Regions from separate parts of the Zea mays genome. Here all the other regions are linked to region 1. A link is a contact called in public Hi-C data. All regions are on one chromosome and are shown on one strand. The core of a region is the stretch at or near the end of the contact, and the rest is flanking DNA. Distances in the headings are between cores, read along the strand shown.

Evidence for each region. Hi-C and Micro-C count contacts between places; a contact is called where the count stands out from the background.
Region 2: a contact with region 1 is called in a Hi-C map of tassel, with 4 times the contacts expected there. The contact joins the promoter of LOC100502421 here to the promoter of LOC103635657 in region 1. A contact is called at or near these places in 5 of 25 Hi-C or Micro-C datasets (bundle sheath, ear, leaf and 1 more).
Region 3: a Hi-C map of leaf shows a contact between it and region 1, with 7 times the contacts expected there. The contact joins the promoter of LOC100278816 here to the promoter of LOC103635657 in region 1. A contact is called at or near these places in 15 of 25 Hi-C or Micro-C datasets (bundle sheath, ear, endosperm and 4 more) and 1 of 3 datasets of contacts at active chromatin or transcription factors (leaf).
Region 4: a Hi-C map of ear shows a contact between it and region 1, with 3 times the contacts expected there. The contact joins the promoter of LOC103635655 here to the promoter of LOC103635657 in region 1. A contact is called at or near these places in 7 of 25 Hi-C or Micro-C datasets (bundle sheath, ear, endosperm and 2 more).

The regions. Positions count from the first base shown.
Region 1 is chr8:106,613,363-106,616,062 of Zm-B73-REFERENCE-NAM-5.0, reverse strand. LOC103635657 (putative disease resistance RPP13-like protein 1) reads left to right here and starts at 1,286. Exons shown (of 2, transcript XM_008658064.4): 1 at 1,286-2,700. The coding sequence starts at 1,516. It overlaps LOC103635659 (a long non-coding RNA gene), which reads left to right. Exons shown (of 3, transcript XR_557535.3): 3 at 182-627.
Region 2 is chr8:106,821,759-106,824,458 of Zm-B73-REFERENCE-NAM-5.0, reverse strand. LOC100502421 reads left to right here and starts at 1,320. Exons shown (of 6, transcript NM_001196899.1): 1 at 1,320-1,557; 2 at 1,876-1,931; 3 at 2,700. The coding sequence starts at 1,478.
Region 3 is chr8:106,778,835-106,781,534 of Zm-B73-REFERENCE-NAM-5.0, reverse strand. It overlaps LOC100278816 (putative mediator of RNA polymerase II transcription subunit 26b), which reads right to left and starts at 1,400. Exons shown (of 9, transcript NM_001323007.2): 1 at 46-1,400. The coding sequence starts at 642.
Region 4 is chr8:106,419,926-106,422,625 of Zm-B73-REFERENCE-NAM-5.0, reverse strand. It overlaps LOC103635655 (obtusifoliol 14-alpha demethylase), which reads left to right and starts at 1,404. Exons shown (of 3, transcript XM_008658061.3): 1 at 1,404-1,488; 2 at 1,580-2,105; 3 at 2,183-2,700. The coding sequence starts at 1,632.

The DNA.
Region 1 (2,700 bases), core at 37-2,536:
GTGTTGCAATCCAAAACAATGTGTGGTACCACCCAAATCTTTCCAAATTGTGAAAAATGGATTGCATCAATTAATCTGAGTTTTACTATATTGTGCTCTCACTAAGCAAGCATATTTGTTGAACTTATATTATGTAGTACCTCACCTACTCTAATTATGTGGTGACTTGTTTCACTTGCAGCTCAGTTAAGAAGGTTACTGATTTCTAGGGCTACACTTATGTTTCATTAACGGCAAAAAATGTTGTTGATTTCATAAGCAGCATCAGAAAGAACCATGTTGTCATTATTTCAAGTTTAGATTCTGCAAAGAGGAGGGTAATTGATGCATCCAGGTAACTGAAATGTCTAGCTTCAGCAATCTCATTGTTGCTTGAATGTTTAGGCGCTTTTACAATTTCTCGCCTGCATCAATTAATCTATGAGCCTTATCTTTACGTTTCACCAGAAGATGGTAAAAAGGATGCTGGGTTGACATATGGACATAGTTCTGATAAGGATGCCACTGTTCTTTCAATGTTGATGTAATGAAAATCCTTTGATGATATAGATGTGTATTATCTTTTGGAGCTGTACTAAAGTCTATCGGACTACGTTGTTTTATTAAAACTAAATCTGGACATAGCCATATGAGCTGCTGCCCTGTTTGGTGTTACCAACACTACATGTCGTGTTGAATTTGTTTAGTACTCGAGACAAGTCTATCGTTTTTATTTGTTAAAGCCTATTGGTATATAATCATTGTGACTTTATTTGTCTAATTTTGGTGCCACATTAAACTATTTATCCTATATGGTGTAACATATGGTTTAATTTATTCCTCTGCGTGCATGAGGTGTCCAGCGCCCGATAGGGCGCTTCCTTTTCTAGTTCAGATAAAAACGGGATGTGTAACCCTGGTCCTGAAGTCAGTCAATGCACAGAAGCATAGGGTCGTTACCGGTAGGGATGAAAATGGTCGAAAGTGTTTTTGATCGTTTTTATTACGAATAAATAGGATATAGAATATACTGTACACATTTGTATTTTTTTTCTTTTAACACTGAGCTTGTAAAGATTTATAAAAGATAAATCTCAAATTTATTCTATATTTTCTCGAATGATATATATACAAATTCGCTATTGATTCCGAAACAAATGCGGTATTTTTTTTCATTTTTTGTTATTGTAGAGAATAAATAATGTATAAAACAATTTATGCAATATTTTATTTTTATTTGTAACGTAAAAAATCAACATCAAATTATCTATTTAAAAATATTAAATTTATTTTTATAGTTCAGATTACCATTTTTTATCCCTAGCTGCCGGAAGGATACTCTCGAGGAAATTGGACGGAAACTTCCCCGTCATAGCTCGGAGAACCACTCGAGGCCTCGTCCGGTTGGTGAGCGCGGCACCCCGCTCCCACAAGGCCCGTCGCAGCCGCTGACTCCATCGGTCCTCACTGTCCTGTAGTCTCCTTGGTCACCCAACATCCGCGCGCTGTGCGCAGCCTCGATCTCCGATCGGCGAGATGGCGGAGACGTTGGCCGGCTGGCTGGTGTGCCCGATCATCAAGATCGTGATGGATAAGGCAAAATCTTGCGCTTCCGACAGGATCAAGAGCCTGGGCGACGGCGTCCCCAAGGCGCTCAAGCGGATGGAGCACTTGCTGTATCAGCTCCGCGCCGTGGGGGCCGCCGTCCAGCGGCGGGGCTCTCCGAACGGATGCGGGGACCCGGACTTCCGTGAGTGGCTACAGCAGCTCATGGATGCCGTGTACGAGGCCCTAGACGTCGTCGATGACTTCGACGACTCTATGCCGCCGCCTGAATCCCCCGTCGCCAGGGTCAGCAAGCGGATCTTCGGCACCGACGAGCGCGTCAACAGGCTCAACGATGTCGTCGACAAGCTGGAAGCCATCTCCAAAGCCTCGCCGACACTGATTCTGACGGCGGAGGCCAACGCGTCGGCGTCGCGCGAACAGAGCGGTCACCTGCCCCCGCTCGGCCGCATCACGGCCTCGCTGCGCCACCACAAGGACGTGGTGGTTGGGCGCGACTGGGAGCTGCAAAATATGGTGTCCTGGCTCGTCGGCGCAGGCGGCGACGCCCAGGTTGTCTCTGTCCCCATCGCGGCGATCATAGGACATGGCGGGATGGGGAAGACCACGCTGGCGCAGGTCCTGTTAGAGGACCCGAATGTGGTCTCCACCTTTGAAATCAAAATCTGGATCCAGCCTTTCCCGACGGACAACGAGCTTGAGCTTGCCAAGAAGATCCTCCTGGGCGCCGACGTGGGCGTCGACGCCTTCGACGGGCTGACGAATTTCGACTTGCTACTGAAAAAGATAAAGGAGAAAGTCTCGTTGCGCAAGTTCCTGCTGGTGATCGACGACGTCTGGAACAAGGAGAACATGGGTCAGCATGAGTACCGAGAGATGTGGTCCAAGGTGCTGGCGCCCCTCAGCCACGGGGAAAGGGGAAGCAGGATCGTGGTCACCACCCGTCAAAAGATGGTAGCGAATTTGCTGTCCGCAAGCATGGAGGTCCGGTTGGATGACTTGCCGGCCAATGACATCTGGTCTCTGTTCAAGAGGTATGCCTTCGGTGGCGAGGACATTGATGGTCAGCCTTGTGCACTGCAGGACATCGGAAGGAAAATTGCCCAAAAGCTCAAGGGGTCTCCAATGCTCGCCAAGGCCGTTGGGCAGATGCTT
Region 2 (2,700 bases), core at 71-2,570, 210 kb before region 1:
GAACCCGCATGACCATCATCTTCATCGTCGACCACCGTCTATGAAGTTCATACCTGCACACCACAAGCAAAGATAATGTTGCTCAAACACACTCACATCCTGGTTTGTCCATACGACTCAACCAAGATGTTACTCTTGTTGACAATTACTCATCACAATCTAAACCAAAAGGACACATATCAACCTCATGTTCACAGTATCCCCTTAACAAGTTCATTGTCAGCACCACTGTACAAACACAATGATTAACAGAAAAGGAAGAAGGAAGAACCCATTTAAGTGGCAAAGGCTAGATAAAAGCCAAATTAAAGTTATCGAAAGCAATCAAATCTTAGTCCCTAAAAAATGAGCAACGACTCAAAACAAAACTGACTAGCTCTCAAAAAGAGGTAGAAAGCGTCTTAGCAGTATTGGCCAAAGATTACAGCAAAATCATAGATTTTTATACATATATATTGGCTAGTTTGGCAACTTCATTTTCTCGCGGGATTCCCATTTTTTCAAGGGAAAATGAACTGATTTCTCTTGTAAAAATGAAAATCTTTTGGGAAAATGGTATTGCCAAACTAGCCCTTAAATATCTTATACTCCGTTTGTCCAAAAATAAAATTTGTTTTCAGATTTTTATTAGATTCATACAATAATTAGTGTATGTGTTTTGCATATGTATCTTAGATTCATCATAATTCATTTGAATATAGGCATAAATAACAAGTGCTAAAGTGAATAATACATACTGTAGTTTTACTTAATCTAATATCTAAAGTATAAACATAGATAAAAAAGAGAAGAGATTATGTAGAGGATGTATGAGCGTCATCTATTTAGAGGACCTTTAGAGCAACTCTGAGATGCTCTTTATATTCTTCCAATTCTATATAAATAGAGATTTTGTAAAAAAAACTTATAACAATTTATCTAAATGGTTATACAAATATAGCTCTATTCAATTCCAGATTTCTCGTAAGTCAAATATAGAAAACATGAATGACTTTATAAAGTACAAATAATATATAGAAAGACTGCTGAAAATTAAAAAGATATAGAAAATACTCTATTCGTTTTTTTTTATTTGTAGTATTTTAGTCTAAAAATGAACTAGCGCGTGACAAATATTCAAAAACGGATGTAGTAATTTTTATACAAATAACTCTCTAATGATAATTTAAAGAGTAAAATTTAAAAAACCTAGCCTAATCCCCGAGCCTCGCACCTCGCACGGTCGGTCGCACTGAATAGCAGCGACCAAACCAGTTAACCAGCCCAACAAATCCAGGCGTGCCCCGTGCGCGCATCCCTCCGCCTCATGGCGGCATCAGCGTCTCGGCCCCTCGCGCTCCTCGCGTGCACCTCGGCATCTCTCGGCGCTGGGCGGCGGGCGTGGGCTCGCTTGGCTGTCTCTTCCTATTCGGCGAGGTCGGCGCTCCCCAGGCTCCGCGGGCGCCGGTCGTTCGCCACCTCCGCACGGGGCGCCGTGATGGGGAACCCAGGCCCCGGCGCCGTTGACGCCGACGTCGGGATGGACGCCGTCCAACGGCGGCTCATGTTTGAGGACGAGTGAGTTGCCTGCGGTACCTCCGTCGCGTCAAATTTGCTAGCAGTGCCCTGCTTGTGGTGGTAGTTAAGGTGGTGATATCGTCGGCTTGCGCGGTGCCTTGATAGTATCGAATTGTGGCTATTAAAACTATTCCCTCTCGAGTTACTTATTATATGAGCTATGATTCTTTCTCCTTTCATAATCTAGATTACTGTTTCTACAACTACAACTTAGTGACTGAGAGATTCAGGTTGAGGTTGAAAACCAGTCTGATCGCTTTCATTTTAAATCCTGTGACTGCTGCCAATAAAAATAGAAGTTATTTTTTTTGCATGCAGGTGCATTTTAGTGGATGAACAAGACAATGTCATCGGCCATGAGTCCAAGTATAACTGTGCGTGATTCCGTGTGAATTTGTCCATTCCATTCAGTTATGCACGCCTGTGATATTCAAAACAAGACTGTGACATTGATGCTGACTGTTCTTTCTAGCCGTATTCAGTTTGATAAGTATTCCAATTGCCATGTTTGACTTTGACAAGTACAACATTAGTTCAGCAGGAAGAAAATGTTTGCAATTGCCCTCTTACATCTAATGTTTGGTGGAACCTCAAGTTACATTAATATTTATTGCATTCTCACCGAGAGAATAGAATGTACTGTTAAGTGTATGTTTGGTCAATGGTCACATGTTCATACTATTCTATATGAAATGTTGGAGTCTTTAATGAATTTAAACCGAACTGAAATTACTGTAAAGCTCTCAAACTCATGGTCTAGAGATATTTCAAATACATGTTCCTTTTAATATATATAGTACAAAGCAAATCCCTATGTTTAATGATTAGAACTCGCTAGGCATCTATCTATCCAATATTGATTAATTTTTTGAAACAACATCCAACACATTTGCATGCTTTTTTGTGAATTTGGCATAACACTATTTTCCTTCTAATATAAGGTCCGGTGGAGTTTTATTGTGCATTCAACAGGATAGCATGAGTTGCACCTTAGCATTACAGAATACAATTTTAGTTTTAATATGTGAATGTTGCACACTAATTGATGACTTGTAATCTTAAACCAGAGTTCTAACAGTGAAGTGTCAGATTTTAGCTGCTATCACACTTGTTTATTAATCATACTTGATCAATAATTTTAGG
Region 3 (2,700 bases), core at 151-2,650, 170 kb before region 1:
AAGGACCTTATAAATAAATGAAGAAACGAGGCAGTCTGCCAGTACATGGTCTTCCTTGTGCAGGAGGAGTTCCTTGATGCGGAGGACCTCGCCGACGATCTGTGACTCCTCATCGATCTCATTGGTGAGCGCCTCGAGCTCCTCAGCGTCGTGGTCTTCCTCCCCTTCTTCAGTATCATCCGCGGCATGCTGCTGCTCATCTTCCTCCTGTTGGTCGCCATCTTCGTCATCATCATCGTAGTTGTGGCCATAGTTGCTCGCTGCGGCGCGGCGGAGGCGCTCGTCGTCAGAGTCAGAATCATCGTCCTCATCGGCGTGGCCATGGCCATGGCCGCCGCCGCCGTGGGTACCGTTGCTGCTGCTGTCGACCTTGCACTCCTTCTCGGCGACGCGGCGCACGCTGCCCTTGTCCTCCTCAACGGGAGTGGCCGGGGTGGTGGACGCCGCGGCGCTGCCGAAGGACGGCGGCGCCGCGTCGCGGCGGAGCGCGGTGAAGAGCCTCTCAGCGATGCGGTCGCGGCGGTGCAGGAAGTCCCGCGGCGCGTCGGCCGCCGCCACGAGGATGGCGTTCTCGATGACGTCGCAGATGCCAGCGCCGGCGCCACGGAAGAAGCCGCGCCACCGATCCAGCCCGTCGGCCATCGCCGCGGCCGCCACCGGTCCCCGCCGGGCCACCGTCGCCAAGATCAGCCTCCCCCGACCGCGATTCTCAGCAGCGCAGCCAAGGGCCGATGCTCCCCCTTCCTGCTTCTATCTGCTACCAAATTACGCCGCGCGCACCGGCACCAGAACCAAGAACCCAATCTCTCCCGCCCGCCCAACGGCGAATCAGATTCCCCCGAATCGGGGCCGGGGCAGGGGCAGGGGCAGGGGCAGAGTCACCAGCCAACCGATCGAGAAAACAGCGGAGGAACAAGAGCAGGGCGAATCCGGAGGCGGAAGGGATCGATCGCGAAGGAAAAAAACTAGCAGCGTGACCTTCCTCGGGCCCCACGTCCCCGTTCCTTGTCGGTTTCAACAACCTCACCGGGAGGGAGTTCCAGCGCGGCGCGGAGGTAGCCTAACCAGAGCAAATCTTATCTGGACTGCCTGGCTGACCCCTAGAGCGGAAGGAAGCGGGGAGGAAACACAGGGAAGGTGAAGTTGAAGACAGGAAGGGGATGACGATGAGACGGGCGGATAGGGACGGGGAAGGCAGGGTGCGCACACCCACGAGACCTACGCGGCTACTACTACCAAACACCAGCAACAACTAGTCTTTCTCCCATGGCCCATGCCTCGCCACCACTAGCAGCTGCAATTGCGGTAACAAACTGCAATTTACCAGAAGAAGCGAGCGAAGGGCAGCAGGACTCGGCCGTACTCAACCCGCAGGAGATGGCGGAAATGCTACGGGAGATGGGTGAGACGCGGCGTGGCTGATTCTTGTTGCGGTCGACTCGGGCGTCGGGGGGCGCCCTTTCCGGTCTCTTTCCTTCTCTCTCTCTCTGTGTTGAGGAGCAGTGCTGCTAGGTTGATGATGCTCACTCACAAAGTCACAGGGTGGTTTTCCATCATGATTATTGTTTAGTTGCGTATAATCTGAACTATTTACTATTTGGTAAAGCATATCTCTCTCGGGCCATAATTGCAAAGTCATTTGCGTACCGACTACCGAGCACAAGTATTTTCAGCACTGCACACAGCGTGTCATGTCAAATGGATGGGATGCCCTCACAAGCTTTATCATATATTTTTATTCTGTTTTCTTCATGTCGTATTTCAATGTTTAATCATTAATTTTTTTAAAAAATCCATATAAAGTCGGAACATGTACAATGTGTGTTAAATAAAAAATTTATTGTAGTGAATTTAATACAGCTTGGTGCGTGGTACTTGTTCTAGTTGATAGGTTGAATGAGACAATAAAGACGTAATTCTATATGAAACAACTGACGAGACATGAATATAACTTTTGAAAAAAAATGCTTGTCGTTGTAGGCAACTGTTGTGCATTTGTTTTTTAAAAAAAGACGGAAGACGAGTTTTTTAACACAGTCGTGCGACGCGCTGCACCTAGTACAGAGCAGGCTCTCAAGGTGGCAAAATCGTAAGACACAAGAGGTCCGCGATGCTTTGCAATACATGAGATGAGGAGTCGAATGCTATACTATAGGTTTCGCAATACATGAGATGATAACCCATGGTCGCAAAAAAACAAGAACGATAAGAATGGGTGACGGTATAATAAGTAAGATTGAACGAAAAGAGCGAGAGAGATGGAAAGAAAAAGAAGAAAAAAATCCTCTCCGGAAATCTCGGGAAAAGAAAAAAAAATACTATAGCCATCAAAATCTTACACCAAACAATCTGATGAAACTATAATAAACAGCGAAAGAAATGCATCGTCTGTTTTTGCAGTGTTAGCATCTTGATCCGAGCATCCTGGCTTATTCCCACGCCGCGCATAGATACTCCCATTTCAAAAGTGGCATGTGTTTCATGCTTTTTGTTGAGAAGGAATTCCGTCTCTGTATTTTGTCCCCTGTGCACTGCGTGCGCATCTAGCGTCTCCCACCAGTAGTGTGGGACAGTGGCTGGCTAGGGTTGTTTCGAGGTTCTTTTTTTTATTTTCATTTTTTTTAAATTTTCTACAGTAGTATGACTTACGCGGGTGTTCCATTTTGGAGTGGCTGCTGGGGTAGCCGAAGGGCCAGTCGT
Region 4 (2,700 bases), core at 155-2,654, 190 kb after region 1:
AATATGGATTCATCGTCGTACCACCCCACATTTGAGTAGGACAAGACATCGGCGATGAATAGATTGGACAACACCATAACATCCCTGGAAGAGGATGACCAAGTGATCTTGGTTGCACCAATCCTCTGGCCGGTTTAATCGGCCTCTTTTTTGCACAAATCACACGTGATTAGATGGATAACCACGCACGAGATAAGGATAATCATCTGAATTAATCTGATCGCGGGGCCGCGGACCGTCCGGGCCCTAAGGCCCGACCGTCCGTCACTTTTGGTGCTCAACATTAACAACTAATTAGATCCCCTAACCCGTCATTATCATCATTGTCACGTACGAGTTCGATGTGCCTGGCGGATCAAGTTCTATACGGGTAGGCAAGAGTTGGTATCTCCGGATCGAAGGCGACATTATAATCTTTTTAGATGTGGATATCCTTCGTAAACAGACTATATTATATTAGTTTTATACTAAGTCAAGTATTATTTCTTTGACCATCTATTTTTTTAAAAAAAAATCTTACAACTCCAAAATACACGAATTATGTAAGTTGTTAAGAAAGTGTATATAGTGAATCTAACAATATAAATCTTATGTCGTGAACTTATATAAATTATGCAGAACGATGTTTAACTGAAGACAAAAAAATTACGCCATGTAAAAAATGGTGGGGGTAGGTGGCTCCAAACTGTCAGTGCGGATGTTCGTCGTCTCTGAATCAACAATTAAAGTAGAATGACTCGGTTAATTAATGGCAAATCAATATATATAATTAACGAAACTGTGCCGGCTTGTTTGGCTGTTAGTCCGTCACATATACGACAACAACGATACAGAGGTATCAAATGAATGCAGTTTTAGAATCAACATCACCAATCTTCTGGCCTACTCCCTTGTCCAAATTACCCCTCCGTCTCATAATATAAAGCATAATCACATTTTGTTCTTGTCCCACGATATAAGACGTGCTATCTCTATATACACATACATCGATGCAATGATATAGAGAGAATTAAATGTATTTTTTAGTCTTTAAACTAGGGATGATCATATTCACACCTTATATAATGGGATGGAGGGAGTAGCTTTGATCGATGTTTTTTTTCTTCGAAGCACAGGTAAACTCTTAATACAATTATAGTCTTGTCAAAATATTTTTAAGACAAATGAGTGCATATGACTGTTAGGTTTCAAAACTAAATAACAAAATATATTTGTAGTTAAAGTTTTATAAATTTGACTCAAGTCGACTTGTAATTTAGACCTGAAGGGATGGAGGGAATAAGTCACTATCACAACTGGAAGAAACGAAAAGGCTTTGCCGGCTTGGTTAATGAGAAATCAACTTATTTAATCAGTAAAAACTTTGTCGACTTGTATATATGGAGGCTCTGCGCTACTGACTTATGGTGGCTGCATTCTTTTGGTTCCTCTTAAGACTGTCGTCGTCCTTTCTGTTGGCACTGGTTAATCCACCTCATTATATATGTGGTAGCGTACTATATCTCTCAGTCTCCATAACTTCTTTGCTACTACTACTAGTCTATTATCAACGAACTCATGCTTGATCAGGTTCTTGCAGATCGTATACATCGTCAACCTGGTTGGCTCCATCAATCACTGATTACAGCGACATGGATGCTGTGTGGTTCACCGTCTCTTTCCTCGCCATCGCCGCCATAGCCACCAAGATCATCGCAAAACGGCGAGCTACGACGTCTGCCCCAAGAAGCACCATACCAGCTCCGCCAGTCGTGGAGGGCAGATCCCTCGTGCGGTTCGTGCACACGCTTTTTACCAAAGGTCTGCGAGCCACGATCCACGACGAGCACGCGAGGATGGGGAGCGTGTTCACCGTAAGTTTCTTGGGACTGATGAAGACGACGTTCCTGGTGGGGCCAGACGTGTTGAACCATTTCTACAACGGGCCGGAGTCGGATATCAACCATGGCAACATGCTCGACTTCATGGTGCCCATGTTCGGCAAGGAGGTCGGGTACGGCGTCGATTTCGCCACCCGGTACGAGCAGATCCGCTTCTACAGCGATCCGCTGAAACGCCCTTCCAAGCTCAGGATACACGTCGACCCCATCGTCCAGGAAGTAGAAGTATGTTTTCTGTCTGTTATTAACTTATATTATTATTCGTGCGTTTCTTTTTTTTAAATTAATTATCATCATCATAGGGTTACTTTGCAAAATGGGGAGAGGAAGGCACAGTGGACCTGAAGCACGAGTTCAGCCAGCTGCTGATGCTGATATCAAGCCGGTGCCTGCTCGGGAAGGAGGTCCGCGAGAAGATGTTCGACGAGATGCACGCTCTGTTCCACGAGCTGAAGAGCGGCATGCGCCTGTCCAGCGTGCTCTTCCCCTACGCCCCCACGCCGACGAACCGCCGGCGCGACAGGGCGCGCGCCAAGCTGTTAAAGATATTCAGCGAGGTCGTGCGGTCCCGGAGGAGGCGGGGCGAGGAGGAGAAGGAGAAGGAGGAGGACGTGCTGCAGAGCCTGATCGATTCCAGGTACAAGGACGGGCGGGCCACGACCGAGGAGGAGGTCACCGGCATGATCATCCTCCTGGTCTTCGGCGGGATGGACACGAGCACGCTCGCCAGCACCTGGACCGGCGCGCGCCTGCTCAGCACCCCGGCGGCCATGGCTGCCGCGGTCGAGGAGCAGAGGCGGATCCTCACCGACCACGGGCA